Linked DNA regions of Zea mays: region 1 is linked to region 2. Evidence: chromatin contacts called from public Hi-C data. All regions are on one chromosome and are shown on one strand. Each heading gives the region's core, a stretch centred on a gene start, on an enhancer-like site or on the middle of the called end of the contact. The rest is flanking DNA. Distances are from core to core; before and after follow the strand shown.

What was found. A called contact is a pair of places that touch in the nucleus more often than the background predicts.
Region 1: a contact with region 2 is called in a Hi-C map of ear, with 5 times the contacts expected there. The contact joins the promoter of LOC103625941 here to the promoter of LOC103625937 in region 2. A contact is called at or near these places in 7 of 25 Hi-C or Micro-C datasets (bundle sheath, ear, leaf and 3 more).

The regions. Positions count from the first base shown.
Region 1 is chr5:10,877,828-10,880,685 of Zm-B73-REFERENCE-NAM-5.0, reverse strand. LOC103625941 (probable receptor protein kinase TMK1) reads right to left here and starts at 1,297. Exons shown (of 2, transcript NM_001346014.1): 1 at 1-1,297. The coding sequence starts at 1,235.
Region 2 is chr5:10,717,598-10,720,409 of Zm-B73-REFERENCE-NAM-5.0, reverse strand. It overlaps LOC103625937 (actin-1), which reads left to right and starts at 1,464. Exons shown (of 5, transcript XM_008646341.3): 1 at 1,464-1,759; 2 at 2,214-2,280; 3 at 2,370-2,763. The coding sequence starts at 2,221.

The sequences.
Region 1 (2,858 bases), core at 48-2,547, 160 kb before region 2:
TTGTTAGCAAGATTTAGCACCTTAAGTGAGCTAATCTTCCCGATGGACGGTGAGATACTACCACTGAGACCCTTATTGGTGAAAATTAGCTCAGTAATGTTACCTTGTATGCAACTAACGCCCGGAAACACACACGGATCATTCCCCTTCCAATCCGTAGCAAGTGCCTTCGGGTACATGAACCCAGCAGCAACCTCAAGCAGCAGGCTCACACGGGGATCGCACGGCTTCCCGGCTTCCTGCACACAAAACCGCTCTGAATCTGCTTTGATGTCAGCATGAAGTTGATTAGGAATCTGAGGCATCGGCCCCTGCAGCAAATTATTCGTCAGAGTCACGTTCTTCAGGGCCTTCAACTTGAAAAGACTCTCAGGCACCGGCCCTGTGAGCTCGTTGTCGCGAAGTTGCAAATCCCATAGATTATCAAACCTAGAGAAGTCCGGCATGGGCCCAGTGAAGTCGTTAGAATGCAGCCACAGTTGCTCCAGAGACGTCATGTTGCTGACAAAGCTAATCGACCCATTGAGGTGCGCGCCATTGAGCCAGAGCTGCACCAGCGGCGCGCCGGCCAGCGACGCCGGTACGGGTCCTGACAGCTGGTTTAAGGACAGCGACAGCCGCTGGAGCGCCGGCATCTCACCCAAGAAGTCGGGGAGCGTGCCAGAGACGTTGGCGCTGACGGCGGAGAAGTTGGCGAGGGAGGCGCATGCGGCGAGGTCGGTGGGGAGCGACCACGACGCGAACGGGTTGTAGTCGATAGCGACGGCGGTGAGCCCGGTGAGGCCTTTGAAGAAGTCGGAGGGGATGGAGGCGAAACTGCTGTTGTGGGCTAGTAAAACCTGAAGCGAGGAGAGACCCGGGAGCGAGGGCAGCGGGCCGGAGAGCTTGTTGTCGAAAACCTCGAGGCGGGTGAGCTCGGTGAGGTCGCCCACCTCCGGGGGCAGGGTCCCCGTCAGGCCTCGCGCCCCGACCTGGATCGCCGTGACGCGACCCGACGAGTCGCAGGACACCCCGTCCCACCGCTTCGGCGAGCAGGGGTCGCCCGCGACGTCCCATCCCAGCGTCTTGTCCGCGCCAAGCGCCTTCGCCACAGCCCGCATCGCCGCCACGTCCAACGGCGACGTCTCCGCCGTCGCACCGGCCGCCAGCGCCACCAGAGCCAGGACCAAGATCCCGCACCACCGAGAGGCGGTGCCCTCGCGCCGCCGCCGCCACCGCGCGGTGGGAAACGGCATTGCGTCAGAGAGACAGGCTTGGGGGAGAGATAAGAAGAAAGAGAAACTGGAGTAAATTTTGGGAGGTGAGAGTTATGGAGAGAGAGAGGGGGGAGGGCTAGTACAGCCGTATAGGGCACATGGGCAGGGAAAGAGGGCCGGTGGCACTGTGCCACATGCGTGGGACCCGTCCGCCGAGCGTGTGGAGGCTGGAGCGCCCTGCGCCGAGCTAGTGCTGCACCCTCCCCGGAGTGAGAATGACCGGACTGCCCCCTCGCGGTCCCGCCCGTTTGAACACCCAGAGTCTCGCGCAGCGGCGAGGGCACGAGAAGCCGTGGCGGGGAAGACGACGCCAGCTCACGCCCGCCGACGCGTGGGGACCACGCGGCGGTGGCTGTAAAGCGCCGCGACCCCTGCACCAAAAGGCAGGGGGATTTGCGTCCGCGCTGGAGCAGAGCTGGACGGCCCGTCCGGGCCCCAGACACGAGACGGAGGTGTATAGGGCCATGGACTGCGGCAGTTGGACTATGGACTGCCGCTGAAGCGGGAAAGGGAGAACGAAAAAGAAAAGGCAAAGGGAATCCAAGACGGCTTCTCCCTCCGGGCACCGTCCCTCGTATGTGGGGTGTGGGGCCGCGAGAGTGCCGTATCGAATCGCCGCTGGTTTCGGAGCGGGCCCGGTGTGTCAGTAGCGTGGTACGGATGGGTAATCACGGCCGCGTTGGCCGGCGTGCCGTCAGAACTCCTTCGGATTGCAGGATTGATAAAAACCCAGGAATAAATAAATTGTAGAAATAGGCATACAGGAATTTAAAACACAGAAAAACGTATAGAGCGTTTATATGTAATATAGCAACAACATGGAAATTAAAGTAGAGAAATATACATAAAGCACAATTTGCAAGAGGTTATATCTCATGTTAGTATGTATTTATAGTTACTACGGTAAAATAATAATGTAGTATGTATTTATATCATAAAAAATTATAGACTATACTGTTTTAAAACTACAATATTATAAAACTGTATTACCAAGCATGCCCGTGAAACGCTACTGCTGCTGTACCACGTTACGTGGTGTGGCATCTCTATGCGCGGCCTCGGGCCACCGTCGTCAGGCTGCGGTGGAGTGCCGGAGACGCAAGACGGTTGGTTGGCGTTGGCGAGTACTAGAGGGGACACGGCGTCGGAACGGAGCACAGTAGAGAGCTATCGACCCCGTAAAAAGTGTTGGTGGTGTGGCCAGAGTCCCAGAATTCGGCACCATACAGACTGTTCAGAAATTCATCATCAGTTCTCTCTGAAGATTCCACGCTTCACGGCTTCACGCTGGAGAAGAGATGCTTGCCTCCGTCGTTACACAACCATGGCATGATTTGCAAACCCGCCTGACATCTGAGTATCTGACTAATCGCAGCTCACAGGTACTCAGGTCTGTTTGTTGTTCTGTGAGCACGCATCGAAGCGGTAGCCAGTAGCAGCCCGAGCCCCACTGCGCATCTGCGGCTGCGGCCGCTGGTTTGAGCCGTTGCGCTTGCGCGTGGCTGCGTCCGCGAACAGCGGAAGGCCTGCATCGCCCGGCCCGTGACCTGGCCGCTGACAGGTACGTAATCGTTTAAAGGCTGGCTTGGGACTTGGGAGCAA
Region 2 (2,812 bases), core at 215-2,714:
CTCAGTGAAGCCAGAGACCAGACCGACAGAGGCCAGGGCAAAGCTCTTCTAAAAAAATTTTGGACCTGCGCCCCGGGCCGTGGCCCAGGCGGCCATAGGCCTGGGTCCGCCCCTGGCAACAGGGGTGAGAGTGGAATCGAGAGCTGACATTGCAAAGGCGAGAATGGATGGTGCACTGGCACCGGCCTAAGCAACATGTATTCGAAGTCCAAACGCTAGCGATTCTCTCCCTCTCAAAACAAACACACGATTTATGAGTTAATAGTACAATACTCATGTTGCGTTGGCCGCAGTAGGGTGGACCATCTCATAAAAAGTTACCCATAAAAATTAAACTTAATATTAAGGTGAACATATGGTAAACATACTGGATATTAAAATGATAATTACAAATATTATAATTTATCTTAGACAAAAGAACGATAAAATATATGATTTAAAAAGAAGTACAAGCCTTCTTTATAGTTAGTTTGGTCGCTCGTACTCCTCTTTTAGGTAGAAAGATAATATTATGTAGGAGCGTGATATTATGCTTCTATCCTTATTAGGCTTGAGTGGTTTCTTATCATCCATAGATAACGACCCACTAGGACATGTGAAGCGAGGATATGCCACGCGCTTCATGCACGACACACATGTTTGGACCATGTGTTAGATTAGAAAAAAATACAAAGACTTTTTTATTTACAAACAAAAGGGTGACGATAGGAAGCAGAAAAATGATGATTTATAGGAATAGAGTTTAAAGTCTTCTAAGTTTGATGAACTACACGTAAAATAATATTATATTTAGACTGTCTCCACTGGGTTGTATAAAATAGGGGATATATAACTGTAGATGACATTATTTACAGAGTGAAGTTTGGAATAGGAGACCTCCTAGAGATGACCTTATATCTCTAATAACTATTTTTTTATAAAAATACATTCTATGGTCTATATAATATATAACGATGCTTTTTTGAAGCAATAATATATAACGATGCTTACTACATATTGTGAATCTTACTACTCTTGTGTATATATTTGGTTGAATTTAAAAAGCTTGGAATTCTTAATAAACAGTCTCTTATTTTTTTTGAACGAATATAGCTTTTGAGCTGCAGGCAATGAGCTGTGAGCTGTGAAGCATTCCAAAAGCACAAAACAGTGTCGAAGTGACAAAACAAAGTATACCAACAAAAAATGTTAGTATTAGCAAAAACCAACAAGCCGTACGCGCGCTGAAGCACAGCGTAAGATATTCAAAATCTAGCACTTCGGTGGTAGATAGCGCGATATCCATTCAAAATTTGGAAGTTTTTTACCGAGCAAATTTGAAATTCGGAGGTGCCAAATGACGAGCGCTGGTCCATTTTCTGTCAGTGTCAGTCCTGAGTCCTGACACGGGCCGGCCCACATGCAATGCAATCCACGCGAACCCGGCCGAATGAACGAACCGAAGCCATTGCCCTGTCCGCACGTGATGACGTAGCGTCGGGGCTGGCCGTCCCCGTCCGCCCGCGAGTGGGAGGCCACCGTTTCCTCTCGCACCGGGTCGCGTGGAGGGAGGGCATGGGGCCATGGTTCCCAGCGCGGGGCGCCGAGCGCGCTCCTCCGCTCGCGCAGCGCCAGCGCCACCCCCGCGCCGGGCTTTATATACCACCCTCTCCCAACCCTACAGAATCATCGCCTCCACCGTTCTCTCTTCCTCTGCTCTTCTCTGCCTGCCTGAGCTCACCGCACCTCGCCTCCTCACCGCGTTTCCTCCGTTAATCCGGTAACCGTCTCTCACCATCTCTGCAGTCACCCTAGAGTCCCTCTCTGCCTGCCCCTGCCAGCGCGGGGGCGCGGTGTGGCTCTCCCAGATCCGCCTGGCATTGCTCGCTCGGGGTCGTGCCAAGCCGATCCGATCTCGCGCTTGCGCGCTCCTGCCGCGGATCCGGCTGGATCTCGCTGGAATTGGGGCGCGCGTTTATTTGAAATGCAGCAGATCCGCGTGCTTGCGCGCGTGATCTGGCGTCGTCGCGGGCCTTTCGTTAACGAAATGGCCCGATCTGTGGTTTGGTGGTCAATGCCATGTTTTTTTTTATTATTACTGTCTTATGCTGGGAGAAAAATAGAAACAGAGAATAGCTTCAATTGATGCCTTTTAGAACGGATTCTATAGAGCAACTCATGGATACTTTCTGCTTGTTTTAACAAAATGTGGCATCGGGCGAGCTCTGGTGTAGGTAGAAAATGGCCGATGCCGAGGATATCCAGCCCCTCGTCTGCGACAACGGAACTGGCATGGTCAAGGTAAGCCACCGGTTTGGTCACATCTGTTCTTGAGAATGCAAGGTTCTCGGTGGCTGCTGGGGCCCTAACAACAACACCAACCTCGGCAGGCTGGGTTCGCTGGCGACGACGCCCCGAGGGCCGTCTTCCCCAGCATCGTGGGGCGCCCGCGCCACACTGGTGTCATGGTCGGGATGGGGCAGAAGGACGCCTACGTCGGTGACGAGGCGCAGTCCAAGAGGGGTATCCTGACCCTCAAGTACCCCATCGAGCACGGGATCGTCAGCAACTGGGACGACATGGAGAAGATCTGGCATCACACCTTCTACAACGAGCTCCGCGTGGCTCCCGAGGAGCACCCCGTCCTCCTCACCGAGGCGCCCCTGAACCCCAAGGCTAACAGGGAGAAGATGACCCAGATCATGTTCGAGACCTTCAACACCCCGGCTATGTACGTCGCCATCCAGGCCGTGCTCTCTCTGTATGCCAGTGGCCGTACCACAGGTGAGCTGATTCCGTTCTCTGCTTAACAATTTCCAAATCCGATTTGCTC